Linked DNA regions of Mus musculus: regions 1, 2, 3 and 4 are each linked to region 5. The links are chromatin contacts, called in public promoter capture Hi-C maps. All regions are on one chromosome and are shown on one strand. Each heading gives the region's core, a stretch centred on a gene start, on an enhancer-like site or on the middle of the called end of the contact. The rest is flanking DNA. Distances are from core to core; before and after follow the strand shown.

Evidence for each region. Promoter capture Hi-C pulls out the DNA fragments that hold promoters and counts their contacts. Capture Hi-C pulls out chosen DNA fragments and counts their contacts.
Region 1: a contact with region 5 is called in a promoter capture Hi-C map of liver. The contact joins the promoter of Cct6a here to the promoter of Tmem248 in region 5. A contact is called at or near these places in 6 of 39 promoter capture datasets (the 3T3-L1 cell line, the C10 cell line, embryonic stem cells and 3 more), 1 of 484 Hi-C or Micro-C datasets (B cells), 11 of 115 datasets of contacts at active chromatin or transcription factors (the 230-238 cell line, the SCID.adh cell line, bone marrow-derived macrophages and 6 more) and 3 of 9 other capture datasets (adipose tissue, liver and pancreatic islet).
Region 2: a promoter capture Hi-C map of hematopoietic stem and progenitor cells shows a contact between it and region 5, with 3 times the contacts expected there. The contact joins the promoter of Vkorc1l1 here to the promoter of Tmem248 in region 5. A contact is called at or near these places in 12 of 39 promoter capture datasets (the 3T3-L1 cell line, the C10 cell line, the HPC-7 cell line and 8 more), 2 of 484 Hi-C or Micro-C datasets (CD4 T cells and erythroblasts), 7 of 115 datasets of contacts at active chromatin or transcription factors (the 230-238 cell line, the SCID.adh cell line, effector CD8 T cells and 3 more) and 3 of 9 other capture datasets (adipose tissue, liver and pancreatic islet).
Region 3: a contact with region 5 is called in a promoter capture Hi-C map of liver. The contact joins the promoter of Nupr1l here to the promoter of Tmem248 in region 5. A contact is called at or near these places in 11 of 39 promoter capture datasets (the 3T3-L1 cell line, the C10 cell line, the HPC-7 cell line and 6 more), 1 of 15 datasets of contacts at CTCF or cohesin (the NIH/3T3 cell line), 6 of 484 Hi-C or Micro-C datasets (B cells, CD4 T cells, the G1E-ER4 cell line and 2 more), 4 of 115 datasets of contacts at active chromatin or transcription factors (the 230-238 cell line, bone marrow-derived macrophages, extraembryonic endoderm stem cells and 1 more) and 3 of 9 other capture datasets (adipose tissue, liver and pancreatic islet).
Region 4: a contact with region 5 is called in a promoter capture Hi-C map of adipose tissue. The contact joins the promoter of Chchd2 here to the promoter of Tmem248 in region 5. A contact is called at or near these places in 10 of 39 promoter capture datasets (the 3T3-L1 cell line, 3T3-L1-derived adipocytes, the C10 cell line and 5 more), 1 of 15 datasets of contacts at CTCF or cohesin (the NIH/3T3 cell line), 7 of 484 Hi-C or Micro-C datasets (B cells, CD4 T cells, the G1E-ER4 cell line and 3 more), 7 of 115 datasets of contacts at active chromatin or transcription factors (the 230-238 cell line, bone marrow-derived macrophages, effector CD8 T cells and 4 more) and 4 of 9 other capture datasets (adipose tissue, liver, macrophages and 1 more).

What each region holds. Positions count from the first base shown.
Region 1 is chr5:129,785,418-129,790,976 of GRCm38.p6, forward strand. Cct6a (chaperonin containing Tcp1, subunit 6a (zeta)) reads left to right here and starts at 1,939. Exons shown (of 13, transcript NM_009838.2): 1 at 1,939-2,158; 2 at 2,817-2,880; 3 at 3,636-3,770; 4 at 4,400-4,573; 5 at 5,167-5,270. The coding sequence starts at 2,022. Psph (phosphoserine phosphatase) reads right to left here and starts at 1,836. Exons shown (of 8, transcript NM_133900.4): 1 at 1,538-1,836. Gm23245 (a small nucleolar RNA gene) reads left to right here and starts at 4,122; the gene lies at 4,122-4,256.
Region 2 is chr5:129,937,630-129,943,479 of GRCm38.p6, forward strand. Vkorc1l1 (vitamin K epoxide reductase complex, subunit 1-like 1) reads left to right here and starts at 4,480. Exons shown (of 3, transcript NM_027121.4): 1 at 4,480-4,736. The coding sequence starts at 4,543.
Region 3 is chr5:129,907,028-129,913,050 of GRCm38.p6, forward strand. It overlaps Nupr1l (nuclear protein transcriptional regulator 1 like), which reads left to right and starts at 1,513. Exons shown (of 3, transcript NM_026916.3): 1 at 1,513-1,894; 2 at 3,871-3,919; 3 at 4,058-4,254. The coding sequence starts at 1,565. The coding sequence ends at 1,873. It also overlaps a transcript of Zbed5 not described here.
Region 4 is chr5:129,884,244-129,889,916 of GRCm38.p6, forward strand. Chchd2 (coiled-coil-helix-coiled-coil-helix domain containing 2) reads right to left here and starts at 3,227. Exons shown (of 4, transcript NM_024166.6): 1 at 2,955-3,227. The coding sequence starts at 3,004.
Region 5 is chr5:130,218,068-130,224,039 of GRCm38.p6, forward strand. It overlaps Tmem248 (transmembrane protein 248), which reads left to right and starts at 4,268. Exons shown (of 7, transcript NM_027854.1): 1 at 4,268-4,505. Gm6598 (a long non-coding RNA gene) reads right to left here and starts at 5,799. Exons shown (of 2, transcript XR_377119.4): 1 at 5,667-5,799; 2 at 3,651-3,961.

The DNA of each region.
Region 1 (5,559 bases), core at 689-3,188, 430 kb before region 5:
CCTAACAAAAACAGTTTAGCCAGATGTGGTGATGCTGTGATATTCTCTGTTGAGAATGACAGAGTCACTGGGACATAGTTCAGAAGTTAAGCTCCCGACCAAAAAGTGTAAGCTAGGTGTGGTGGTGTGTGCCTGTACTACCTGCATTTAGGAGGTAGGCAGATCGAGCCAGAGGCTCGTGGGTTAAGAGCACTGGCTGCTCTTCTAGAGGCCCTGCATATAACTCTCAACATCTAACATGGCAGCTCACAACTACAGCCCTATAGGATCTGATGCCCTCTTCTGGTAAGCAGATATACATGCAGACAGAACACCTATATACATTAGATAAACAAACAAACAAACAAGAGGTAGGTAGAGGCAGGAGGATCAGGAGTTCAAGGCTAGCCTTGTCTGCATAGTGAGACCCTGTCACAAAAACAAAACAAACCACAAACAAACAAAAAGCAGCTCCAATATATTCTTGGCTAATGTTTTAAGGACTTTTATATTAAGTAAACACGAGTCTTCTTCATGCCTCGTTATCATCTGCACAGCTTTTGTGGTTTTCAAACCTACAACTCCACTTGAAAACATTACACTAGCATACTTACTGCAGCCAGAAGAGCAGAGGTTTGGGAATAACTAAATGTCAGCCATGTGACTGGTTGTTTCTCTTTCCTTTTTAAATTTCCTGTATTCAGGACCTTTGTACCGGTTAAACCGGCACTCATCCTCTGAGCTACATACCCTATAGTTCTGTTTTCTTTAGACAGGGTCTTCCTATGTAGCCACGGCTGGCCTGGAACTTGCTATGCAGACCAGGCTGGCCTTGAACTCACAGAGATCTGCTTGCCTCCCGTGTTGTGACTATGCCTGGCTCTGTATAGTAGAAGAATAAGAATTTTTCTTTCCTATCAAAATGGCAAAGCCTTCAGTATATATAGCTCAGTGGAATACGTCCAATGGCATTACGAGTTGTCATCTGTGTGGAGAAGTGATTCATATTCATATACATGTTTAAAAATTCAGTACGTATCTATATGTTAAGTGCTCAACATACAGACAGGAAAAACACTTATACGCTTAATATTATTTTCTTTTTAAAAAAATGTTTAAAAGAATGCTTTCAAAGACTGGGCACCACTGTCCAGCCATTAGTTGTTAGTTTTTAGCAGGCTTAGTAGCTCATACCACTTTGGAAGTTGAAGCAGGACTGCTACGAGTTAGAATACCAGTCCGTGTTAGACAGTTCGTGGTCTAGCTGGGACATAGAATGAAACAAGGATTACTATTTGTTTCATTATTTTAAAAAAATTAAAACAAAATCCATTTTAGTTTTCAAGCTGCCTCAATGACCTGGGCCCTAAGAACAGACTGATCCTGAGTCTCCTCAACGCCCATCGCACCACTCCTAAAGCCATCTAGTACTTTCTACCTAGCGTAGTCCTCCCGTCAACCTCCGGGGTCTTAAAACGACCAGGGTACAGGGGAAGGCTCCATTTTCTGTGCTCCCCAATTTACGGATAAAACAGGCAAGGAAAAAAAAAAAATGAACCTGGGAAATCTCGCGAGAGTGTGAGGGAAGCATCCCGGAGTCCAGTAGCTAGAGACACCCTGCAACTAGAGGCCGACGCCTCTGCTTCCTGTCACACCCAGTCGAGTGCAGAGGCCGAAGCATCCCTCACACACGACCTGCAGGGCTTTTCCTGCACCGCGGAGCCGCGCAGCCTCCACGCTGCAAACTCTTAAAAGCGCCGAACCGTGACGCTGGGGGGCGAGCACAACGGAACCTTAAGATCCAGAGTGCCGATGACGGGAGAACCAGTTTCTCAGATGCGCAATGACGTCGCAACTGGGCGTGGTGGGCGGGTCTTAGAGAGACCAGCGTTGGATTAAGCCAATCAGCGGGCGGCAGGAGGGTCGCCACCCAATGGAGGTGCTCTGTGGGCACGCCGGGGGCGGGCCGGGTGCGTAAGACTTTTCGAGAAGACCCCGCAGAGAGCACGTTGTTCTCGGCCTCTCCCGGAGCTAGGCCAGCCATGGCGGCGGTAAAGACCCTAAATCCGAAGGCCGAGGTGGCCCGGGCCCAGGCAGCGCTGGCGGTGAACATCAGCGCGGCTCGGGGCCTGCAGGATGTTCTGAGGACCAACTTGGGGCCTAAGGGCACCATGAAGATGTAAGCCCGGGCTGGCGGGAGGGCGGGCCTGGCGGCTCGATGGCCGCAAACTCGAGTCGCTGCCTCCAGGCCTTCGCGCTAGCGTTTTCTTTCTCCCATGTCTGGGCTGCATCCCATCCAAACCCCCCGAATCCGCGCCTTTCGGGGTTGGCATTTGCACCTATTTCTTATAGAGGAAGAGAGTGGCGTGTGCAACCTTCCCGAACCCAGCCCCGGGCCCCGAGTTTACTGGGATGTAGGAGTAAAGTCCAAATTTCAGGGGATCTGTTTTTGTTACCTCGTTAGCTAGCAAATGAATAAAGTTCACTGAGACATAGCGCTTGGATTTTTTTTTAATTAGTCTTAATTCACTCTCTTTTCTCGCCTCTCGTATCCGTTCCTCAAATTGCGGTTGCTTTGGAGTCGTATATTTCATAGCCTCCTTTGGTTCCCTTTACACCTCATTCTTTTTTGTGGGAATTTTCTTTATGTATTTAGTTGAGATCGGGTCTGACTGATAAGTTACGGCTTGTCTGGAACTCCCTGTGATTCACTTGCCTTCAAGAGGGGATGGGGGATATACATTACCTCCCCTTGGCTGCTTTGTGGAATTCTTACTTGTTTTGTTTTAATTAGAAAAAGTCACATCCTTGCTCATCAATTCCTTCCCATTTGGCAGGCTTGTATCTGGTGCTGGAGACATCAAACTTACTAAAGATGGCAATGTGCTGCTTCATGAAATGGTAAGAGGCTGCCGGGCTGGGTTTAAAAAAAAATTTTTTTTTTTGACCTCTTGCTCCATTTGAGGTGAATAAAATTCTTCATCAGGTCATCATGTCTTTCAGGCAGAAATATAGGAAGTGCTTTAGTGGGTGAGGAACTCTGTCAAATGTGACACATGTGTTTGGATCCTTGGGTTTTTTGTTTGTTTTGGGGGGGTCTACTTTGTAGTCTGGGCTAAAATAAAAAATTGTATAAAAGAATATTGTTATCTCTACTTTAGCTAAATATTGTACCACATAGCTATAATCCCGGCACTCAGCCAGATCTCTTGAGTTCAAAACCAGGTAGAGCTACATAAGCATAGTGAGACCTTGTCTCAAAAACAGGGCAATGGGAAAGAAAACCAAAAAATAAATGCTCATCTTTCCACTCAACTGCAGGAGAAATGAAAATCTTACTTTTGTTTGTTTAAGATAAATCTCACTGTGCAGCCCTGCTTGGCCTCAAACTGGGATTAAAGCTATGCCTCTCACACCGGGCTGTCTTATAGTTATTATTTTTGTCCCAGGGATCATATTAAATTGACCCAACTACCCATTTCCCTCACTTTCAGGTCCTATAGTTCAAACCCTAGTAAAGGGGATGGCTTGAAATCCAAGCAAAATGTAGCCAGCAGTACTGTGCAGTCTTAGTGGAAGGCATTGAAAGAAGCCTGTCCATGTTGTACCCTAGGTAATGGTTTAAGTCATTTAAATAGTTCTTTTTCTACCTACAGCAAATTCAACACCCAACAGCCTCTTTGATAGCAAAAGTGGCTACAGCCCAGGATGACATAACTGGCGATGGCACTACATCCAATGTCCTCATCATCGGGGAGCTGCTCAAACAGGCGGACCTGTACATTTCTGAAGTATGTATGCTTCTTGCTTCTGTGCTCTGTTTGGTGGGCTATTGGTACACAGTGATGTGAAGCTAGCTGAGGGCACACTGTGGAATGGTCGGGCTGCTTAGCTCTGGGAGCCTGTGCCTGTCTGTAACCTGGTCTGAAATGAGTGAAAAAAACCTGCCGACTGTATGTAAATGATTACATGTTTATCATTTACCTGCTAGCCTCAGACTCACAGGAGGTCTGTCTGCCTGTTACTGCTCCTACTGAGCCTATTCTCTGATCTCAAAATGATGTGAATTAGTTTCAGATGTCCTGTAGACAAGAGAAGAAGCAAGCTCTTACAGCAAAGTTTTAGGAGCCAGTTTTCGTGGATTGCACAGTGAACACCCAAGTGTGCTCTGTAGTTCCCTTGGCCTTGACTCTGTGCTAGAGTAAAGTCTGTTCTTTTCCTCTGCATTAAAAGGAGTACTGTGTCCTTTTCAATGTATTCAGAAAGTCAGCACACCATTAATTAATTAATTACAATTAATTAATTGTAGTAAGTATGAATGACTCAGAGTGTCGCTTCAGACGTTACTGGACTTAGTGTTAGTGGTGTCTAGTTGAAGCTGCAAGTGTTGGCAGTGGGTTTATCACTGTTTGGATTATAGGGTCTTCACCCAAGAATAATAACTGAAGGTTTTGAAGCGGCAAAAGAAAAGGCACTCCAATTTCTGGAACAAGTCAAAGTAAGCAAAGAGATGGACAGAGAAACACTCATCGATGTGGCGAGGACATCTCTGCGGACTAAAGTTCATGCTGAACTTGCAGATGTCTTGACAGAGGTGTGTATTAAGCATAGTTGGGCGCATGTGGTACAGTGCATGGGGAAAGTCTTAGTAAAAACCTGTTGTAAGTGTTGCACACATAGGCTCTTCACAGGGATGCTGTCTAGAGGAAGGGGTTAGAGTTTTCCCTAGGCAGTAATGATCTAATCTGTCTTCAACATGGAAAGAAGGGATTGTTAACTGGCCAGGCTTAGGAAGGAAAATTTGCACTGTTGGAAGAAGTCTCTAGTCCCGTGGTTTTGCTTCCATTCCTCCCCCCACCCCCTTTGCACATTTAAGGGAACTGGTAGTTTGGTATGAGTTCCAGTCTAATGGGGCTGATTAACATTCTTCTCTAATACTTTGGGGGACTTTGGAACTCACCTGCTAGTTCACGGTACAGCGTGAATTGTTACAAGGTGTGGTTAACCATTTTGAGGGAAAGGTGGGTTTGAAATAGGGCTGAGATTGGAGGCCTGCGCCACCATAAAATAGCACTCCTGTTACAGTTAGGGTTTTAGGGTTCTTTCTTACACCTTTTACACTCTTCTGAACAACAGCTAAAGTGTATCAGCCTGTACACACTGAATTTATTAACGGTTCTCTCATAGGCTGTAGTGGACTCCATCTTGGCCATTAGGAAAAAGGACGAGCCCATTGACCTCTTCATGGTTGAGATCATGGAGATGAAGCATAAATCTGAGACAGATACAAGGTAGGTAAGAGACCGACCGCTTTGTGGCATTTGCTGTAAGTAGCATGCACTCTGGAAATGAAGGAGGGTGAGGCTGGGTTTGTGGTATGGTTCTGACCACATCAATGAACAAGTATTGATCTGCTTGTGTACAGTACGCAGAAGGAAAAACTCCCTTCAAGATACTAGGTTTGAGGGCTGGTGAGATGGCTCAGTGGGTAAGAGCACCCGACTGCTCTTCCGAAGGTCCGGAGTTCAAATCCCAGCAACCACATGGTGGCTCACAACCATCCGTAATGAGATCTGACTC
Region 2 (5,850 bases), core at 3,230-5,729, 280 kb before region 5:
GAGTACTGACTGCTCTTCTGAAGGTCCTGAGTTCAAGCCCCAGCAACCACATGGTGACTCACAACCATCCATAATGAGAGCTGATGTCCTCTTCTGGTGTGTCTGAAGACAGTTACAGTATATTACATATATACATGTAGTAATAAATAAATCTTTTTTAAAAAATCCTAATTCTTTATGTCCATTAGATCATGGTACAGGCTTTTTTTTTTCTTAAAAGAGGTTTATTTAGGAAACAGTGTGGATAGCCCTGAACTTACAATCATCCCACATTAACCCTTCTGAGTGCTCTGTTTGCAGGTGTGTCAATGCCTACTATGTAGCCGTACTCACTTTAACGGAATGATAAGAGAACCAATTATTTCTCAAAGATGAGAATAACACCGGTCCCCTCTCCATAGGCTGCTTTCCCAAAGGGACCTGGGCAGCCTTGGACAGACTCTCTTCTAAAGCTTTCTATCTCAGCTACTGCTCCACCTCAAGAGTTCTCGTTCAATCCTTGCTGGGGTTATTTTCAAAGTGTTGGGGTAAAGCACAGAATTCTAACTCAGCATATCAAGCCTGAGGTCATTGAAGGGGCCTGCAGGAAGCTCCTGGGATTTTTGTTCTGGAGCAGAGTTGAGCCGGCAACCGTCTCTTTCTTTGTACAAACATGAGAATATTGGACTAAGGATTCGAAGTAAAAGAAGACCTTTTGGAATAGAAAGCCGAGTTTGTCAGAAAACAGGGACCTGGGGCTTAGAAGGTGGCTCGGTTTGCAGAACACTTTCTCAGTGTGCAGGTAGCCCTCACTTCAATCCCTAGAATTACATAAATTGGGTACGGAGGTGTATACCCATAATCCCAACACTCAGTAGGTGGAGGAGAACAGTCAGAACTTCAAGGTCACTTTTACCTATATGGTGAGTTTGAGGCCAGCCTAGGATGTGTGAGACCTGATTTAAAAAGAAGAAAAATGGGGCTGGTGAGATGGCTCAGTGGGTAAGAGCACCCGACTGCTCTTCTGAAGGTCCAGAGTTCAAATCCCAGCAACCACATGGTGGCTCACAACCATCCGTAATGAGATCTGACGCCCTCTTCTGGAGTGTCTGAAGACAGTTACAGTGTACTTACATATAATAAATAAATAAATCTTAAAAAAAAAAAAAGAATCAGGGAACCAGCTTCAGTAAAAAAAAAATAAATAAATAAAATAAAAAATAAAAAGAAGAAAAATAGACGGACCTCAGAAGTGGCAGTCAGGTGTGGTTGGGAGCACCTGCCATTCTTGTGTCTGCTAGTCGAGCATTCTACCACAGACTATGCTTCAGCCCCGGTCTCCTGCCTTGTCTCTTTGGTTGTCTCTTCCTGCTTTTGGAAATAGCTCTTTCTTCTTCCTTTGAGGGACTGATTGGTCCTTTATAGAATTTAACCTGTAGAGAGGCAGTGTGTCTGCCTAAGAATTTCCAGGTGGTATGGAGTTGGGGAGTGCCCAGTAAGAGAGGCACTCTGATCTTTGTAGCTTTTCTGCCTACTGTCCCACTGTCTCTTTCCCTCTTTCCTATAAACAACTCTTTGCGGTCCTGAGTCCCTTCAGGTGGTTCTCCCCATCTCCACAGGGAACTGAGTCATCTTCTGCTCCCCGCCCCCCCAGACAGGAGGGTTTCTCTGTGTAGCTGGAACTCACTCTGTAGACCAGGCTGGCCTTGAACTCAGAAATACGCCTGCCTCTGCCTCCCAAATGCTGGGATTAAAGGTGTACACCACCACTGCCCAGCCATCTTCTGCTCTTAAATCTGTTTTCTTTCAACCAATTTTCTCTCAAGTATTAGCTTTGGAGTAGCAAGCAGATGAACTTAAGTCCTATATACTTCCCCCCCTGCCTTTTTTTAAAAAAAGATTTATTTTTTATTATTATACATAAGTACACTGTAGCTGTCTTCAGATGCTCCAGAAGCGCCAGAAGAGGGAGTCAGATCTCATTATGGATGGTTGTGAACCACCATGTGGTTGCTGGGATTTGAACTCAGGACCTTTGGAAGAACAGTTAGTGCTCTTACCCGCTGAGCCTATCTGCTGAACCATCTTGCCAGTCCAATACTCTCCTTTTTTAAAATTACGAAAGTGTACGTGTGTGTGTGTGTGTGTGTGTGTGTGTGAGAGAGAGAGAGAGACAGAGACAGAGACAGAGACAGAGACAGAGAGAGATGCACATATGTGTCTGGGCCATGGAGGTCGGAAGAGGTCATTGGATCCCTCAGAGCTTCAGTCATAGGCATTTATGGGTGCTTGTCTTGAGGCGCAGATGACACCACCTGGTGCGACGACCTTCTAAGTAACAGAATGTATGAAAGTCATAGGCTATCGTTTCTGATCACGGAATAACAAAAGACTCAAGCTGGAGAGATGGCTCGGTAAAAATGCTTGCTGCCTCAGTGTGAGGACCTAAGTTCAAATCTTTGGCTCCTCCTATTTAATGTGGTTGTCTGTGGCTGTCCTTACTTGTAACTCTTGCACTGGAGGCAGAGACAGATGGATCCTCCGTACTTGGCCAGCCAGCCTAGCTAAGCAAACCACAGATTCCAGATTCAGTGAGATACTCTGTCTCAAGGAGGTAAGTCAGGGACGATTATAGTCAGCGATTTTTTTTTTGTACCCACACATATGTGAACACACACACAAATCAATAATGTCCTTTTTAGAGACTCTGACCCCATCTCTTCCCTCTCTCTCCTTTTTTGGAGGTTTAACCTAGAGCTTTACATGTATTAGTCAAGTATTCTACTGTTGAGCTAAAACTTGTTTTCTTCAACCCCTTACTTTGGGTGGGTGGGATGGAAGCCAGCTGTGTTTTCTGGAGGTGTAAATTGGAGCTGTTGTTACTGCCCAGGGAGGACCTGCAGCCTTCTCACTGCCATAGGAGAGAACCTGAAAGAGGACTCTCAGGGTTTGAGATGACTACAGCCATGCCTCACATCTTAATTTGATCCAAGGTAGAGAGGAAGAGAAAGAGAGAGGGAAAGGTGGAGAGACTGAGCCGGAAGATTCCTGACGCAGAGAAAATGAAAAAAAAAAAACCCCAAACAAAACAAACAGACACCCAGTTTATTAGCTTGCTTAAAGCTGCAAAAAATTGGGGTGATTTGTTATCCAACATTGTATAATTAATTGAAGAACATTACTTATTAATCAAAATCACTAGGTGATGCCCCCAAAGCCTAAGAGCTGCATTGAAGCAAAAGCTAGCAATCTCCATCAACAGCTTGTTTCTTTGTAGACACAGATATCCTTACATGGGTTTTCCTGTCCAGTTTTGACAGCAAGGAAGCTCAGAATCAGTTATGGCTCAATTTTAACAATTTTGCAAGCCTCTATGACCTCCTCACGTTTCGTTTTCTTCTGATTTCCCTTTTTCCAAGTTTTTGAGCTTTTTTTTTAAAGTTCATTTTTATCCTTTTAGTATGGATTATGTTAAAGCCACATCAAATCCAAATTATAGAGAAGTATTCATGAACCCATTTAAAAATAGGTTTTTTTAAATGTAAAAATAGTTTTGCGCATTTAAGAAAAAAGTTTCTCACATGTTGAACACAAGACGCCTGGAGGTGGTGCCTGGGGAAGATCATGTCACACAAACGTGTCTCTGGAGCTCTGGAGCCATTGGTCAGGGACAATTTGGATTGGATAAGAAATATCAAGTGATAACGACGGAAATGTGTGTGTGTGCAGAAAGGCAACTGATTGCTACCAGGAGCCAAGGGCTTGCCCAGTCAAGCATTGTAGTAGTATCTTTGAAATCGATCCCTTGTAACAGACCCTAAGATTAAGCCAAACCACCTCTCGCCTCACCCCTTTCCTAGGCCACACCCCTCATCCTTCCTGGTCACGCCCCTGCCCCATCCAGCACACCAGAGTTTTTGCGCTCCGCCCCTTCCCTTCGCTCCCGCCCCACCTTGTTCCGCCTCCCTTCTGACCGCGCCCTCCAGTGTAACGAACCCCATTTCTCAGCACCACCCTTCACTTGCGCCACGCAACCCTGGCTGCTTACAACCTCCGCCTCTTCCCCGCCCGCGCGCGGTTTTCCCACCCGCCCCTTTAAAATCAAACCACGCCCACCGTCAGCCACGCCCTCCGCATGCGCCGCACCACCTCCCCGCTGTTGCGCGCTCCGCCTCCTCCCTCCACACTTATGAGCGGCTTTCTCGCTCCGCCCCAATTCTGGTCAAGCTCCGCCCCTCCTCAAGCCCTTCCCTCTTTCAGACCCCGCCCTCCGCATGCGCCGCACCGCCTCCCTGGCGGTTGCGCGCTCCGCCCCTCCCTCTGTGTCCGCGCGCGCCTTCCCCGCCCAGTCCGCCTCACTCCTCTCGGGGCGGTTGGGCCGCGCGCCTGTGGGGGCGGGGCCCGGAGGAGGCGACCGAGCCAATGGGGCGCGGCGGTGGTGGCGGCGGCGGCGGCGGCGGCGGAGGCGGTGGCGGCAGCGGCGGCGGCTGGGTCGGGCCCCGACGGGCGGCGGCGTCTGAGGTGGAGGCGGAGGGAGGCGGCGGCGGCGGCGGAGGGGGGAAGATGGCGGCGCCCGTCCTGCTGAGAGTGTCGGTGCCGCGTTGGGAACGGGTGGCCCGGTATGCAGTGTGCGCCGCCGGGATCCTGCTCTCCATCTACGCCTACCACGTGGAGCGGGAGAAGGAGAGGGACCCGGAGCACCGGGCCCTCTGCGACCTGGGGCCCTGGGTGAAGTGCTCCGCCGCCCTGGCCTCCAGGTAGCCCGGCTTGAGTGAGGGGAGCGCGACGCGGGCGGCGGCGGGGGGCGGGGAGCGCGCGGGGAGCTCCGGCCTGAGAGAGCGGGGCCCGGGCCGCGACCCGGACGGCGGTGACCGGGGGGCGGCGGCTGAGGGCAGGCCTCCGGGATGAGGTGGCACAGTGCAGCCGGGAGGGCGCGGGCGCGTCCTGGCCGGTGTGACTTTTCTCCCTGTTGTCGCCGAGAGAGGCGTGTGAAGACCCCCGATGCAGAGATCGGCGAAGCCAGCATTCATCCCCGGGGTCTTGGGACCTCTGCTACCCCGGGGCTATATGTCCGGTGGCTTTTATCACTATCCTCTGGGTTGTTCGGGACAGGTGTTTTCGGTGCTCAGGCCTCTTTGTACTCAGAGTTAAGGAGAATTGGCAGCCTTCTGGAGGCGACAGTGACATTTGCGGGTAGACACGCATTTGACCCTACTCTGGAAGAGGAAGGTACCAGCACTTAACCCTATCTGATTTCTTGGATTTTTCTCCCTTGTGTATTTCACGAAGTGTGCCCAGCAGGGGGAAAATGGCCAGAGTTCGGGTCTACTTTAAGTTTAGAGTAAACGATGAGTACCTTGTGTATAGTGATATTTTAGGTACTACGATGACTGTTATTTTATGAAAGGATCTGAGTTGTGACCCACACTGGCCTGAAACTCATCGGACTATAACCTCTACAGCTATTCCCCTGCCTCAGTCTTTTGAGTAGGGAAATACAAGCATGCACCACCGTGGGTGACTTAGAATGACTTTTACATGTTGCTGATTAGTATTAGCGGAATAATCCGCAAGAGATTAGATTTACGAAACTTTGCTAAGCAGGTTTATTTAAACAATTTTTTGTTTCTTGAAAATACCATCGATTTTTTTTCCTGTTAACATTTTATGTAGTGTGCTAGCTTTTTTTCTTAGAAAAAAGTATTTTACACTTTTAAAAAAGGCTTTTTAAAAAACTGATAGCAGTCATCAAAACCAGCAAAAGTGAAAAGAATTATTGCAGAATAGATAGTTTGACATTTTAATAGAGAGTCCTACCCCTAATATTTTGATGTTTGTTAACAGTGCTTAACATTTCACTACATTCCCTCC
Region 3 (6,023 bases), core at 263-2,762, 310 kb before region 5:
ACTATCCTCTGACATTGTAAGGCCCCGGATGCTGGGCCTCCATTCAAGTCCTGGGATGAACTGGCCAACACCCCACCATCCCGAGAGAAAACCACACCTGATGCAAGCTGCAAGAGGTTTTATTATCAGCTAGCTGAGGACGAACCCCTGGAGCCTCGCAGGGCAGGGGAGTTCGACCCCAGAGGTGACAGTAGGGGGCTTTTAACAGCTAGCTGAGGAATTGGGAGGAGTTGGGAGGAGTTCTTCTCTTCCGGGTGTCCTTGGTGACAAGACAGGAGTGGGGAGTGAGTTCTTTCTGAATTTTTATCTCTGTGTCCTCGGCACAGGAAGGCCGGCATCTCTGGTTGTACAGTATAGAAACAAAAAAGCCTTTTGCTGGCTATAGAGAACAAAGAGCTTCTTTCTAGCTGTATTTTTAAAGATCAGGGAAAACAAGCTTGGGGAAATGTTTTAGGGGTTTACCTTTCAGGGAGAAATGCTTTAAGCCAGGGTCTCACAACATCCATGTGCACACACATTACTTTTACATTTACATGCATTTATTTGTGTGAATGAGTGTTTTGCCTGCTTGTATGTATGCCCCAGGAAGCCAGAAAAGGGCTTCAGGTCCCCTGGGACTGGAGATGTAGACAGTTTTGAGCTACCATGTGAGTGTTGGGAGTAGAACCCAGATCCTCTGCAAGATCATAACCACTAAACCCTCTCCAGCCCCTTGGCTCTAACATGCTACTTGTGATGTTTAGTAAGTCTGTCTTCTTAACTTATGAAGCATGCCTTTGTGTAGATTTGTTGAGGGAATTTCCAGAGATTATAGATTGGAGAGAGACAACCCACCTTGAATGTAGCTGCATCATCAGTAGGCTGGGAACTTGAATAAAAATGGAGGGGGGGGGGTACCAAAAAAAAAAAAAAAAAAAAAACACAAGCAAGATGCTAGAATTCCCCTTTCTTTGCTTCCTAATGGACGAATGCAGATTGAATAAGTAGCCTCAAGATCCTGCCCACCGTGTCTTAGCTGATTGTATTCTCAAACGATGAGCCAAAAAAATAACCTTCCCTAAACAGATTATTGCCAAACATTTGGTTATAACAATGAAATAGTAATGTCGTGAAGAGAATTTTCTTGTCACAAGAACAAAGTTAAAGCAATTCAGCAAGCCAGTTTTCTTTTTGCACAAATGAACCCAAACTAGGCTAGCAAATTCATTTGGCCAGAGCTCCTCGTCTTTTATCGCAGTGTTAGGATTATAGGTGTGTGCACAACCACACCTGACTTATACAGTGATGGGGATGGAACCCAGGCCTTTGTGCATGCTAGCACTCTACTGAGTCACATTCCCCAATTCCGTCCCTTCAGGTTTTAACCAGCGAAACCAGGTTTATTATACTTATTTACAATTCGGACCCCGCGAAGAAACACAATTCCGCATCTGGAACAAAGAAGCATGGAAGCCACGCCCCCTGTGAGGTCACAGAGCGCTCCCTACAGCGGAGCCAATAGGAGCACTGGGTGGGGCATTCCGGCGGAGTGACCAGCGGCGGCGGCGGGCGGAGCGCATCGGCGATGGACCCTCCAACTCGTCCTTCTGTCTCCGGCCCAAGGACTCGAGCCCGCCCGCCGCCGCCGGAGGCGCTGCCCACCGTCGGCTTCGAAGAGGAGGTGTACGACTGCCTGGATTACTACTACCTGCGTGACTTCCCGGCCTCTGGGGCTGGACGCAGCAAGGGCCGGACGCGGCGCGAGCAGCAGCTACGCACCAACTACCCGGTGCCCGGCGGCCACGAGCGCAAGGTGGCGCAGATACTGCTCAACGGGCAGCGCAAGCGGCGCCAGCGCCAGCTGCAACCGCGGCCGCGCACACGCCTGGCCTGAGCACACGCCACGCTTGAGCGGGTATGGGCAGGCGGAGCCCATTGGTGTTGGGTAGGGAGTAGAATGTATATCTCAGGTCGGCCTCGAACTCAGTGTGTAGCAGAGGATTACCTTGGACTCCAGATTGTCCTGCATCCAGCTTCCATGGATGGGCTGGGATGCTAAGACATGAGCCACAATGTCCAATTCTTTTTTTACTCTCTTCTCTTTTCCTTTCCTTTTCTTCTCATTTCTGACACTGTCTCCTAAACTGACCTCGAACTCATCACCCCTCCAGCGTTTACCTTAAAATGCTAAAGTTTCAAGCATGGGCCATGATTCCCTGCTGTGTGGTTTTGTTTTATTGATGATGCCCGTAGCCCAGGATTCCATGGTGTGTAGCAAGCCTCAGCTTCTCTAGTCCTGAGATGACAGGTCTGGCCACCATATTCACCTGTCATCTGCTTCTGAGACTTCCCAGCGTTAATCATAACTGTGCTGGCTCCCGATCCCCGACCCAGGGGTTTCCCGGCTGCTGGTGAAAGTCTCCACCGTTTGGAAGTTTGCAATTGTGTGAGAAAAGTCTACATTGGAAATATAGGGAAATGTCCGAGGAAATCCATCTTGGCAGGGTGGCTCACACCTGTAATCCATCTCCAGCCTCTGTGCTCAGGAGACCGCTGGAATTGGAGGCCAACCAGGAACACTCTTTGAGGCACTGTCCCAAAACAAAACTGCCCCTCCTCCTTGTTTGCTTCCAATTGCTGTAATAAACACCGTGAACTTTTGCTTGCAACTTGGGCAGGAAAGGGGTTGTTTCACCTTAAAGCTTACAGCCCTTCCTGAAGTCAGGGCAGGAACCCAGAGGCAGGAACCGGAAGCACAGTTCCCAGAGGTTCATGTTCAGTTACCTTTCTTGTACCTCCCAGGACTATCAGCCCCGGGTGATACCGCCCACAGTGAGCTGAGCGTTGAGAAAAATCCCCGCACTGACTTGTCTCTGACCAGTCTTACAATAGAGGTATCTTTCCAGATGACTCTAGTTTATGTCGAGTTGACAGAACCAAAACCCAGCAAGCCAGCAGACAGAAACTGGGCATGATAGTGCCCACCTCTATGCCTCTTTGAACTAGCAAAGTGAAAGAGTGGGTCAGAAGTTCAAGGTCAGAGGCTGGAGAGATGGCTCAGCCATTAAGAGCCCTTGCAGCTCTTGCCTTTTAGGATCCCCGCACCTGTATTAGATGCCTCGTTACCGTCCATAGCTCAAGTTCAAGGGGGATCCAACACCCTATTCTGCCCTGTGAGGACGCTGCATGTATATCACACAGACATACGCGCACTTAAACACATAAAAATGAACAAGACATTTAAAAGTTCAAGATTGCTGGGCGGTGGTGGCGCACACCTTTAATCCCAGCACTTGGGAGGCAGGGGCAGGCAGATTTCTGAGTTTGAGGCCAGCCTGGTCTACTGAAGGGCTCCAAAACATCCAGGGCTACACAGAGAAACCCTGTCTCAGGAAAAAAAAAAAAAGTTCGAGACCATTGGCTACATAGTATGGGGCCAGCCTGACCTATAGGAGACAGGAAAGGGGAGGCTGAGAGCACAGTTGAGTTGATAGTTTTCACTTAGTAAGCATAAGACTCTGGGATTAATCACTGGCACTCTGTAAATAGGACCCTCATCTTAATATTCGGGAGATAGAGGTTCATGGAAGTTCCTGGTTATGCTTATCCTTAGTCCCAGAGCTGGAGGCCAGCCAGACGCCATCTTTATATATGGCTGGAGAGATGGCTCAGCGGTTAAGAGCACTGACTGCTCTTCCAGTGTTCCTGAGTTCAATTATCAGCAACCACATGGTGCCTCACAACCATCTGTAATAGGATGCCCTCTTCTGGTGTGTCTGAAGACAGCAAGTGTACTCATATATAAAATAAACAAATTCTATATAAATATATATGTGTAGATATAAACAAAACAACCTACTAGTGACTATGACCTCTTTTCCTTTCACTCAGGAACCTGAGACAGGAGGATCTTGAGTTGGAGTCCTGCCTGGGCATTATTGTGAGTTTCAGAATCTCACGAGCAAGAGTGAACCACCTCATCTCCAGAGGAGAGAAAACAAACCCCTTCTAGTGTCTAGTGCTCTTCCTACGACTTGGGGGAAATCACTGATTTTTGTCTCCATCTTATTTCCTACAGGAAACCTGAAAGACCTGTTAAAAACTCTTTTCCAGCTGTAACCAAGATCCTCCGTGCTGGTCACCTGGACTTTTTGACAGGGTTTTAAGTTTACTGCTCTAGTGTTTTTCCTCACTAATTAATTGTTAAGTAAGTAGTTTCCTGGTGTGTATGCCTTTTTTAGGGTTTTTCAATTAAAAGAGCACAGCAAGAATGTATTTTAACTCTTCTGGCTTTTTCTCCCTCCCCTCCTCCAGCTCCAGTTACTGTGGAGGTAACTGGTCTCCAGTTCACAACTCTCTGGGCTCTGACATATAAAGAGGCGATCACAAGCTCAGGAGGTAATTGGTTTGCTAACGTGATTGCAGCAAAAAGCCCAAGGACCCGAGTTCGATCCTTAAAAGCCCTGTTTTTGAAAAGCTGGCCCACACTTAAAATGCTACCCTTTGGGAGGTAGAGGAAGATTCCCGGGCTCACTGGCTAGTCAGCATAGCCTGATTTATGTGTTCCAGGCCTTTAAAAAGGATAGATGTAGCTGGGCGTGCTGGCGCACGCCTTTAGTCCCAGCACTAGGGAGGCAGAGGCAGGCAGATTTCTGAGTTCGAGGCCAGCCTGGTCTACAAAGTGAGTTCCAGGACAGCCAGGGCTACACAGAGAAACCCTGTCTCGAAAAACCAAAAAAAAAAAAAAAGGATTGATATTGGCCTCTACATGGGCACCCTCATGCACTTGAATGCGGGGGTGGGGTGGGAGGAGGGATGAAGGGGGCACAGGTACTCATGCACATGCATGTGTGCACATACACACACACACACACACACACACACACACCACCACCACCACCACCACCACAAACAGTGAAATGGGGGAGACATAAGATAGGATATTGTACAAGAAAGAATTCTACACAAATGTCATTTCTGAAAGTTTGGTTTTTGTTTAGGTTTAGGGGAGGGAATGAGACAGAGCCTCTCTATATAACTATAGCTATCCTAAAATTTGCTATTAAACTGGGGTGGCCAAGAACTCACAAGAGATCTGCCTACCTCTGCCTCTGCTTCCTGAGTGCTGAAATGTGTGTACACACCACCACCCCAGGCTGAAGATTTTGTTGTTGTTGTTGTTGTTTTCTTTTTCTTTTTCGGTTTTTCCAGACCAGGTTTCTCTGTGTAGCCCTGGCTGTCCTGGAACTCACTCTGTAGACCAGGCTGGCCTTGAACTCAGAAATCCACCTGCCTCTGCCTCCCGAGTGCTGGGATCAAAGGCGTGCACCACCACTGCCCGGCATCAGGCTGAAGGTTTTAATATGTGTTACAATAAGATATTGTCAGAACTGGAGATACAGTTCAGTTGGTAGAGTGTGTCCAGTATGCATGATGCTCTGGATTCAAGCCACAGAATCTGCATTAATTGGGCATGTGGTAGGTAGCATGTGCCTAAAGTTCCAGGACTTGGGAGTTACAGAATCAAAGATTAGAAGTTTATGGTCATTGATTGTGAGTTGAGGGCCAGGCTTGGAGTTGGTAAGACCCTGTGCCAACACTAACAGTAGGCGATATTCAACAGTTGCTGGGTTCCCTTTGGTCTCACAACAGTTCTTTGACATGGGTGCTGCTGTCCCTATCTTAAAACATGAGATTCTCGCTGGGCATGGTGGCGCATGCCTTTGAACCCAGCACTCCGGAGGTAGAGGCAGGTGGATTTCTGAGTTCGAGGCCAGCCTGGTCTACAGAGTGAGTTCCAGGATCAGCCAGGACTATACAGAGAAACCCTGTCTCGAAAAAAAAAATGAGATTCTCATAATTTCCAAGTTAGCTTTTTAAAAATAAGTGTCTGTCTGTCTATATATATCAGGTGTATTCTGGCAGCCAGAAGAGAATGCTAAATCCCCTTGGAGATGTAATTATTACAGTTAGTTGTAAGCTGTCCACTGTGAGTACTCAAAACCAAGGGCAGGCAGGGTGGATACTCAAAACCAAACTTCATA
Region 4 (5,673 bases), core at 1,977-4,476, 330 kb before region 5:
CCAAATGGGCCAGGTTCAGAGGCACATAGGTAGAAAAACCAGATCTGGGCCATCTTCACCATACAGTGACTTATTTCTACTTTAACCCTCTCCCAAATACCCTTCCTTGATCTATTTTCAAACTGATAGCCTCCTTTTTCATCATCTTTATTAGATGCATACCTGTGGGCACACACACATTTCTGTACATTGCTGACCGCTTGGTGTGCTCCTGCTTCCGAATTAGTTGCTGTATTCTTTTTTAATATTTATTTATTTATTCATTTCATCTATGTGAGTACATTGTAGCTGTCTTCACACACAACAGAAGAGGGCATCAGATCTCATTAGAGATGGTTGTGAGTCCCCATGTGGTTGCTGGGATTTGAACTCAGGACCTCTGGAAGAGCAGTGCTCCTAACCTCTGAGTCATCTCTCCAGCCCAAGTTGCTGTATTCTTTATGTAAGGCTGAGGTCTGTGGACTTTTCACTGTACAGCACAGTACAGTTTGGCATATCTACTCTCATCCTTGCTCTATACAGTGATTTTTAAGGCCAACCTAACAATCAATACCCTTGTCTCAAAATGGTGAGCAATGCTGTCATACAGTTAGGCGTGGTAGTGCACACTCAGGAAGCAGTAACGTGGAAACTCAGGGCCAGGTCATCTGACCCCTCTGAGTTTCCAAGGCTCTAGTGCCCATTCATTTGCATATGTCCACTCATGGACAATTAAAGTTAGAAAGTTCCCCAAAGGATTGATTTATTTAAATGACAGTTGGACCTCTCTGAGCTCCGAGGCATTAGAAGCTATAGAATGAGCAAACACTTGGGAGGCAGAGGCAGGCGGATTTCTGAGTCAAGGCCAGCCTGGTCTACAGAGTGAGTTCCAGGACAGCCAGGGCTACACAGAGAAACCCTGTTTCAAAAAAAAAAAACAAAAACAGAATGAGCAAACAGCTTTCCTTTTATTGGTCTATCAGTTTCAGAAATATCAGACAGGTGTTGCCATGTAAAAAAAAATTGAGGACAGTCAAGGACTAACCTAGTGAACATCTGAATTAAGATTTAGAGCTGGAAGGAGGACAGGCGGCTGGTCAAAGACTCACTGGAGAAGGATGCTTGACACCTTGAGGTTGGTTGACTCCTGGAACCCAGAAGGTGGAAAGAAACAACCAACCCCAATAAGGTGCCCTTGGACCTTCACACAGGTACCGAGGTTCTCCAGCACACACAGAGGCATAAATACACTGGCCATCCCGGCTATTCAGTTAGTGAACAAGGCCATTTAGAAGAAGGATTTAGAACCAGTGTTGACAATGGAGAAAGACAGTCACAAGTCAACAAAATCTAAAAGTCATGAGGTGATATTAGGAATGCAGTCCAATGCCTTCATTTTACCCAGTTAGAAAGGGCTGAACTTAACCAGCACTTGGGAGGCAGAGGCAGGCGGATTTCTGAGTTCGAGGCCAGCCTGGTCTACAGAGTGAGTTCCAGGACAGCCAGAGCTGCACAGAAAAATCCTGCCTCAAAAATAAATAAATAAATCAAGAAAGGTTTGGGCTGGAGAGATGGCTCAGGAGTTAAGAGCACAGACTGCTCTTCTAAAGGTCCTGAGTTCAATTCCCAGCAACCACATGGTGGCTCACAACCACCTGTGTACTCCTCATATACATAAAATAAAAATTTTTAAAGATTTATTTTATACATAAGTACACTGTAGCTGTCTTCAGACACCCCAGAAGAGGGCATCTGACCTCATTACAGATGGTTGTGAGCCACCATGTGATTGCCAGGACTTGAACTCAGGACCTTCCAAAGAACAGTCAGTGCTCTTACCTGCTGAGCCATCTCGCCAGCCCATAAAATAAACTAAGAAAAAAAAAATCTTAAAAAAAAAAAAAAAAGTGGGGGCCGGGTTAGGGTGCCGTGGGCAAGGTCTGGTAGCCCATACCTTTAATCCCAGTCCTTGGGAGGCAGAGGCGGGCAGCCTCTTTGGAGTTCAAGGCCAGCCAGGGCCATAGTGAAAACCCCTTTCAAGGAAACAACAAACCACCACGCCAATCCAAAAAGAAAAATCTAGGGAAAGTGACCTGCCTGAGCTGCAACTTTGACTCATATTTTTGGGGGGGTTCTGGACAGGAATCTCTCTATGGGTAGCCTTGCTAGCCTTGAACTGGTTGCAACCCCCGCTTGCCTTCCGGGAGAAGGAGGCACAAGGGACTATCTTGATGACAGATGACGCATGCGCTACAACATGCACTCCCGAGGTTCACTCCCAGTATGAGCACAATTTTAGTTTTCTACGATTTTATTACCCCAAGGAGGGACCTCAGAATCTGGACTGGGGGGAGGGGTGTCAACAATTTCCTATTTGTTTTTTAGGTCGGCCGGCAAGGTAGCTCAATAGATCGTTTACCACAAAATGGTAGACATCTTGGACCCAAGTGATGGAAAGACATAGCTTTAAATTTTCGGCCCTCTACACACAGCCCGCAATTTTCTTTGTTTCTTTTTCCTTAAAAAAATAAATAAATAAAAGAAAAGAAAATCTTTAAAGCCGGCAATCCCAGCCCTAAGGAAGCGGAGTCAGGAAAATCAAGGAAGGCCAAGCGAGGCCATAAAGTTCAAGGCTAACCTGAGACTCAAAAACGCAGTGAGTAGAACAAAGAAAATACAAAAACCACCCCACCCCCACCCCTGGCCAAGAGTTTACCACGCATCTTTCTTTCCTCGCCTCCTTGTATACTACGCCCTCGACAGCCCTTCCCCCAGCCTGTCTAGGGAAAAGGTCACGTTTCAGAGTCCTCTCCCCGAGTGCACCGACCATGTCCCTGTTCTCAGGAAGTCCGCCCCACCAGCGGATCCCTTCCCGACCGCTCGCTCCGTCTCTTCACCGGTCGCCTTCGCAGCCCTCAGGCTACAGAACCTTGCCCTGGCGGCCCGCGCTCGGTTCCCGGCCCCGAGGGTCTCACCTGGCCGGAGGAGTCACCCGGGAAGTGCGGCTTCGGCTTCCACGCGGCATCCTAACTGCTCGAAGTCTCACCGATCAGCGAAGACAAACTGCGAAACGTACAGAAGCGTCCAGCAATTTCTACCAAGGAGAGAGGAAGGGTGGAGGCGGTACCTCACCGGGCAACCAATAAGAAATCAGGAAAAGCTCGGGCGCTAAAGGTTATTGGACAAAGGAGATATCAGTAATGGGCAGAGCCTGGACTCAGCGTCCTAGGCCCGGAAGTTACGAAGTTGGCGAGGAGGAGCTAAGGCTAACCGGAAGTTCCTGGGGTTGCACTCTCAAATTTTGTCCTCCGATTCAATGGTGGAGGTTAGGTTTTTGCTTCCGATGGCCGGCTGGCCTACTCCACAACCTGACTGACCTTGATTTTCACTGTCTCCTGCCTTAGCCTCTCAAGTAAACTGGATTAGGGGCTTACTGGGGTCTGCTCTTGGGCTGTTTACTTAACCCTTCTCTGTTTTGTTTTGGGACAATGCCTCCGGTAACGGATGTTGCCTTGGATCTCGCTGTTCTCACGTCTCAGCCTCCTAGTACTGGTCACGCAGGAAAAACTCTGTTTTTCTGTTATAAAGAATTTACTAATAAACGTGTTTGGAAATATTAAATTACATAAGCAGAATTTCGCTAAAGGAGCTCTGCTCCCAACATGTCTGGAAGATAGTGAACTAGCCGAGCTTATTAGAAACTATGAAAAAGGGGCTGATGAGATGGCTCAGCGGAGAAGAGCACTGACTGCTCTTCAAAAGATCCGGAGTTCAAATCCCAGCAACCACAAAGTGGCTCACAACCACCCATAACGAGATTTGACACCCTCTTCTGGTGTGTCTGAAGACAACTACAGTGTACTTACATATAATAAATAAATAAATCTTAAAAAAAAAAGAAACTATGAGAAAGAAAATTCTGTACATAATTCAAGTTTCTGTTGCAGAGAAATTTTCTGCTCATATTTACCAAGGCTCGTCTTCAATTAAGCGCTATTTCCATAATAAAAGAAGACCATCCTGACTTAATACTAGCCAGTAAGATCATCTGCATATCAAAGAACAGGCCTCTAAAGCTGTTGTCCTCAACCTGTGGGTTTCAGACTGTGATTTAGGGACTGAGTTACTGCTCTTTTCCACGTAAGACTGCTCAAATGCAGAGATGCCCACATTCCAGTATCCAGAACTGTATAAAAGGGTTGCAGCATTAGGAAAGTTGAGAATCATTGAATCTAGAAGTCTCCTCAACTGTGGCCACAGAGGCTTGTGGTCCCATAAGCTCTCACCACAGAGGATGTTGGTGACCTGAGCCCATTGATTGGCAGAGATATCTGCAGTGTCAATCCATGATGCTTCCTGGAAAACACTCTTGTCCTCGTAATGTGGATGAAGACCATTCCTACACATTGCCCATGAGGTCATATAGTCCTACAGAGTAGCAGTAGGCCATCTGATGGAGAAACAGGGGACTCTCCTCCCCACCAAATGCCCAGGGGAATGGGGGAAGAGTTTTCCTCTGCCACCTTGTCAGGCACTGTGTATGAAAGGAGATCTTATCATAGTTGTTCTGTGGCAGTGGGAAAGCGATCACTGGTGACAGTCCGTGAAAACCATTTTCAGCTCTGTTACCCCTGGGGAACTATCTGTGACAAGGACAATGGAAGTCAAAGAGTTATCAGCCTGTCCCAAGGATGTGCACCTGTCTGTCCAGAGGAAAACCATGAAAGATCTTGAGAGAGAGTGAAAAATAGAGAACTTGCCCCATTGTTCCAGGATGCCAGGTGTTTGCAGTTTTTGCCAGGTGTTTTCGGTTTTTGCCTTTATAAACCCCTAAACCCCTCACCCCTTGAGCTCATGTTCAACTCCTCTACCCCTGCGTGGGATACAAGTCGTCCCCAGTGCACTGGTCTTTCCCGAATAAACCTCTTGCAGTTTGCATCAAGACCGTTACTCATAGCCGGGTGGTGGTGGCACACGCCTTTAATCTCAGCACTTGGGAGGCAGAGGCAGGCGGATTTCTGAGTTCGAGGCCAGCCTAGTCTACAAAGTAAGTTCCAGGACAGCCAGGGCTACACAGAGAAACCCTGTCTCGAAAAAAAACAAAAACAAAAACAAAACAAAACAAAACAAAACAAAAAAAAGACTGATTTGGGGTGTCGCCTCTCCTGAGTCAGAACGTGGGGGAATCCTCACGTTGTGGGTCTTTCAACCAGAATCACTCTACTCTGCTGCTTCATGGGGGGAGAGTGACCTCAGTTCCCTTCCATGGTGCTTTTTTGTTTTGTTTTGTTTTTCGAGACAGGGTTTCTCTGTATAGCCTTGGCTGTCCTGGAACCATGGTGCTTTGGAAAGAGCGCTGTCTCTGCCCATCCAGCTCCTCCATCCCTGGAGGGATGGAACCACTGGAGCCCATGCTCTCCCATTCTCCCATTGCCCTTCCTGACTTTATTTAAAGTCACCTGTGTTTGCTCATGTGATTGGTTCTGTGAGGCCCCAACTTAGAGAACTTAGAGCGTTTCTCCCTGGAAGGTAAAGCCCCCGGATGTTCCTCAAGCTTGTTTTCCCTGATCTCTAAAAATACAGCCAGCAAGAAGCTCTTTGTTCTCTACAGCCAGCAAAAAGCCTTTTTGTTTCTATACCTTACAACTAGAGATGCGATCATTGTAATTTTACCAAGGACACCCGGCAGAGAAG
Region 5 (5,972 bases), core at 3,018-5,517:
TTGACTATAGACACCTGAGACTAGCTAAAGCCGCCTTCTGTTCTGTCCACGATGAAGGTGCTGAGGTTCTGAGTCGTTGCTGTAGTTGAGACCACTCCATCAGAGTGCCCACAGCTCACCTGACTCCAGCTTTTTTTGTACATGCATGTGCCTTAGCTTTTCTTCCTTGCCTGTTTGTTCCTAGCCAAGCCCCAGCTACATTGAATGCTGCCCGCTCTGTTCTTCCCCAGTGTGTGCATGTGTGTGGATTCCTGCATGTGTGCATGCGAGCGCATTCGTGTGTGCCTCCTGACTCCAGCTTTTCTGTACTTGTGCCTATCCTCTGTTCATTCCCTCATCGTTCCTGGTTAAGGTCAAGTGTCAGCTGAGCTGAATGCTACACCCTCTGTTCTTCCCTGGTGTGAGTGTATGTGTGTGAGTGTTTGTGTGTGTTAGGGTGGGGTGTAAATTTACAAGCCCATCTGGAGTGCTATTTCCCAAGGGCGGGGCACAGCTGAGTTCTTAAACACAGCAAGTTGCTTGGCTCTGAGGACAGTCATAACAGGTTAGCTCTTCCGAGGAGGAAACAACATTACAATAGTAGGTGAGGCTTGTTAAGACAAAACTTCTGGTCTAGAGAACATAATCTCCAGCCTGGGTGGACCTAACATTCCAGATGGGCCTGGTCAATTACCTGGCCAAGGGGCCACCCCGCAGAAGTCAGGCTTACCTTAAGCCATGCTAAAGAGAGGTATGGAGGTATGATTTCTTTGTCTTAGGGCCCTTTTCCAGAGATTGATTAAGCTCACTCTCTTAAAACAGTCCCAGTCGCTTACCATAATAGCAAATTCTGTTTATAAAACTTGGAAAGTCTGTATATGCTGACCAGGTTTAAAGTAAAAAAATGTATATTGGAATTGTGAGGGTTTTATTTTATCCCTATCAAAGGTAGTTAGCTCGCTGAAGGCCAGTATTCCATACACCATCTTGCTTTTTGGCTGGTTGGTTTTGTTTTGTGTTTTTGAGGCTGTGGCTGTCCTGAAGCTCACTCCATAGTGAGACCAGGCTAGCCTTGAACTCACAGAGATCTCTGCCTGCCTTGGTCCCTAGAGTGCTGGGATTAAAGGCATGCAAAGCAAAAAGTATCAGGGTATCCAAGGAAATTGTACACACAGATGAAGGTAAAAAATGCATGATGGGGTGGGGCTCGGGGTGGGGACATTCTTTTGGAGATGGGGGAGGAAGAACTATCAGAGGGCAGACTGGGACGGGGATGACCGGACTGTTAAAAAAAAAAAAAATAAGTGCATGGTCGCGCTTGGGTTATGCTGGAGATTGGATAAGGGTGAAACGTGCTTCCGGCCTGAAGTGAATGCAAGGTCTGGATCCATAGTTCCACAGGTGTCCATGGTCACCTCCCACAGCTTTCAGCCAGCTCTGATTGGGTGACTGTACCAACCTGCCTGTTCATGAAAAGGACCTAACCCAGGACACCACCCAGAGAGGTTACCAGGGTGCAGCAGACAGAGCATTTGAGTTCAAGAGTGTGAAGAACCCCCCCACTAAGTGGGAATTGGACTGGGGTTGGCTATCACGTGCAAGAAGTCCCTCCCTCCCTTAGGTTTTGCCAACAGCCTTGTCTGAGGAAGAGACACGTTCTGTATCTTCAGAGCACCCTGACTCCTGGCACAGGACAGAAGGAAGTAGCCTGTACAGCAGGCTTTCCAGCTCAAGGAAGATGCACCATGCTATGCCTTAAGGCTTTTCTGTTTATATGTTATATAGCCTCTTCTGCGAAGGAGACTCATGTCTAAGGGCACTCTGACCCTCTAAGGACAGCCAGAAGTGATCTTTACAACAGACGACCTTGTAGGTAAGATGGCTTTTCTGTTCCCATGCGATTTTTTTTTTCTTCCTGTACTTCCTCATCTTTGTTTTCCCTGATAATAATCAATTAAACATCCCATTTTCTCATAAGTCGATTTCCGTCAGGGTTTGATGACCACACAGTGTCTTTGTATGCAGTTGCCTCTAATAACAGCTCAGCATTGGACTTACTCTGAATCCCCAGGGATTCTCCCACGAGCCACCATGCTTGGCTTGGCTGGGTCCTGACGTCTGCTCCTTTGGCTCCACCGTCTCTAAGCCTGTTTTTCTTTGAGATAGAATATTCTGCCTCCCTCTTAAGACTCCTTTTATTCCAAGCTTGTTATTTACCCCGTCTCCAGATTTCCTTGCAACCTGGGAGTTAGTGACAGTGACATAAACAGGCTACCAAAAATGAACAAGATGATGTCATCCCATTCTGATTTTTTTTTCCTCTCTCTTTTAAGCCATTTTTCTGTGGTCTATATTTATCTTAGTTACTGTTCTGTTGCTGTGGAGAGACACCAGGACCAGGAAATCTCTTATAAAAGAAGGTCTTTAATTGGGGGCTTGCTTACAGTTTCAGAGGGTCAGTTCATGATCACCATGGAGGGAAGCAGACAGGCAGGGTGCTGAGGCAGTAGCTGAGAGATTTACCTCTTGATCTATAGGCAGCAAGTAGGGAGAGACGAGAAGATAGTGGGCCTGGCAGGGACTTTTGAAACCTCAAAATCACTCCCAGTGACACAGCTCCTTCAACAAGGCCACACCTCCTAAATCCTTCCCAAACAGTTCCTCTAACTAGGGACCAAGCATTCAAGCATATGGGCCGATGGGGTCCATTTTCATTCAGTCCACTTCAATATTTGCTAGATTATAAGCACTAAATAAAAATAACAAGAACTGTTGTCAGTCAGCCCTTGTAAAGAGTACAGAAGACACTCTGTCTAAAAAAACCTCTCAGCAGCTTCTCCAGCCTCCTAGGTTTAAGGCCTTCCTTATCTGAGTTCTGCTTGATGTCATAGACATCGATTTGATCACGTTTTACTGTGTATTTCTGCCTTTCTACCTGCTCCTTGCACTTATTCAAAACCAAAAGCATAGCAGTGGTAGCTCATTGTCTGGAATGAGAGCACACACATGCTGTGCACACACAGACATACACATGCAGATGTCTTCTATACGATTTCCCTGGAACTATTTGGCTTTGAGGTTCTGGAGGAGACAAGCATCAGAGTTCCACTTACACATTCTATGGGAAGCCATCATCCATTCTGGGTGAGGACTTTCCAGTGTAGTTGCTTTGAGGTCACTCACCCTGCTGGCAGTAACCTCTTGCCTATGCTCTGTAAGTAAGCCAGATACATTTACTGGCATTCCAGGGGGAACTTTGGTTTGTCACCGAGACCTTAGGAAAAGGGGATAAACATCGCATAGTCTTTACCTAAGGAGAAAATTCTCACAAATGTTCTCATGTCTCATGGCACACCTTTAATCCCAGCACTTATGGATCTTTGAGTTTGAGACCAGCTTGGGTCACATAGTGAGTTTTAAGTCAGCCAGGGATGGATTGAAAGACCTTATCTCTTTTGTTTGTTGGTTGGTTTGGTTTTTTTTTTTTTTTTCAAGACAGGCTTTGTTTAGCCCCAGCTTCCTGGAACTCATTCTGCAGACCAGGCTGGCCTCAAATGCAAAGATCTATCTGCCTCTGACTCTTGAATGCTGGGATCAAAGGACAACCTTCCCACTGCCCAGCAACCGTGTCTTTAAAGAACAACAAAAAAAGTCAAGACCAGACAAATGGATAAGTGTAACTGATCTCCTGGGTTTTCAATAATCATGTACAAAGGTCAGTATTAATGTGGTTAGAGGAATTTAAAAAGGATAATATTTTGCTGCTTCTAAGGTCAGCTAGGTCCTTGGGGACTGAGACATGGCTTGAAATGAATTGTCCTGTTGTCCAGAAACGCGACAGATTCCCATCCAGTGGATCCTAGAGTCCCGTCTACAGAGAGGAGGGTGGTATTAGTGTGCTCAAACACCATGACTAAGGTAGTTGGCTCCTCATTGGGCTCCAGAGAGAACAGGAAGCCAGCTCTTGCCATCCACGAGACCCCTGTGTCAAAACAAAAAATTCCAACAAAAATAAACGAAAATCGTGTCCTCTTTACTATCTCACGCCATACACACCAAGACCTGCAGAAGCACTTCGGGACGGAACCGAGCAAGCTCACGGCAGTTCGCGAATGCGAGTGATAAATTTCAGGCAGCTCCGTGTATGCTTTTCCCATTTGCAAAACGAAGACAGTCTGCTTCTCCTCCTAACCCCGACCCCACCCGCCGCTCGCCCCGGAGCAATTCTGTCCCTTCCGCGCCGCCGTCGCGCGCGGGCGGGGTCAGAGGTCACGGCGGCGTTAGTGGTGACGTGGTTTTCTGCCTTCACCCGGAAAGCCCGGCGTTCGCAGCGCGCGGAGCCGGCGTCCCGTTGGCGCGCTCTGGCCTGGCTTCGGGTCGTCGCTTCGGCCCCGAGGAGCCGCTCGCTGTCTCCGGAGCGGCGGAGAGGATGGTGCGGGGCAGCCCGGGGCCCGCCGCGCGCCGCCGCGAGTGAACAGGGCCAGGCCGCGGGCGTCCGCGGGCTCGAGCCGCCAGTCTGCGGGGCGGTGAGTAGGAGACGGGGTCGTAATCGCGGGCGCATGGGCCGGGACCGGGGACCCTGAACCCGGGGCCCACGGCGTGCTGGGCGGATCGGTGCGCAGGCTCTCCCAGCCACCCCAGCTCCGTTCACTCCTCTATTAGCTGACCCGGTCCTGTTCCATCCTCCCGAGGCCTGCGGAGTCCTGCTCCCTCAGTCAAGGCTTGTATAGGTCGGCTGAATAAGGCTGCGTGGACCTACTAGCATCCTTTGCAAGTTTTAGAAAAAAAAATGATTGTTTTGGAAAATTATTTACATGATGTGTTTGTATTATCTTGTCTGCGCACGTGAGCGCAAATACCCACCGACTCCAGAAGAGGGCGTTGTGTCCTTAGACCCAGAGTTACACTCCATTGGTAGCTGCCTGATGATGGGGTTGCTGAGAACTTAACTCTGGTCCTCAGGAATAGCAGGTATTCTTAACCCCGTAGCCATCTTTCCAACTTCTCTGTGTGTGTGTGTGTGTGTGTGTGTGTGTGTGTGTGTGTGTGTGTGTGACAGAGAGAGAGAGAGAGAGAGAGAGAGAGAGAGAGTGAGAGTGAGAGAGTGAGTGTGAGTGTGTGTGTGTGTTCAGTTTTAGATTTGTGACTTGACTTTGGGTTGTCAAAAATGTATCCAAAAGAGGGTTTAATGCAGCCTTAACTGGCTAGGATTTCCCTATGTAGACAAGACCCACCTTCAACACCGATCTTCCCGATTCAGACTCCGTAGTTCAGAGATATAGGCGTGGGCCACACTGCCAAGGTTTCACAGTGTAATAACGGTATTGTTTTGGTTTTAATCTGAATCCTGGAGTCTGGGGTCTCCTGCAGCCTTAGATAGTCCAAACCCACGACTCAGTCGAGGCTGACCTTGATTCTCTTAGACTCCCTAGTGCTGCCGTTGGCAGGTGTGCACTGCCATGCCGGTTAAGCCCGGCTAAAACATAATTTTTTTTTTTTTTTAAAGACAGGTCCACTGTGTAGTTCAGGCTGGCCTCCAACTCTCTGTGTAGCTTGAAGTTGTGATCCTCCTGCCTCAGCCTCATATTGGGGTGTTGTTAGCTGTGTGGTACCAGGCCCTGTTCACAGAGTAGTGGTAGCCTGGTGGCAAGGCTAGTCAATACTGGGACAGGGGGGTGATTTCTTACCTGTCCCATAGTTGTATAATACAACAAATCACGGGAGGATTTCCACATACTGTAAGACACACAGCTTTAGTTCTGATGCAGAGAATCCAGAGCTGTGAGTTTAACATAATGGAAATAACCTGAAGCCATGTCACAGTTCTGGAACTCGTATTTTCCCAGGCTTCTGTCGTTGCCTTGTCTGAACATTCTCAGGAGCCCATGGTTTTAAAGCTTCGTGTTTCCTTTTGACCCTTCTTCCCTCTCTCATCTAGTGCTCTCCTCTTTACACACGAGCATTAGAGAAAACTGGGCCTGATTTGGGGGTGG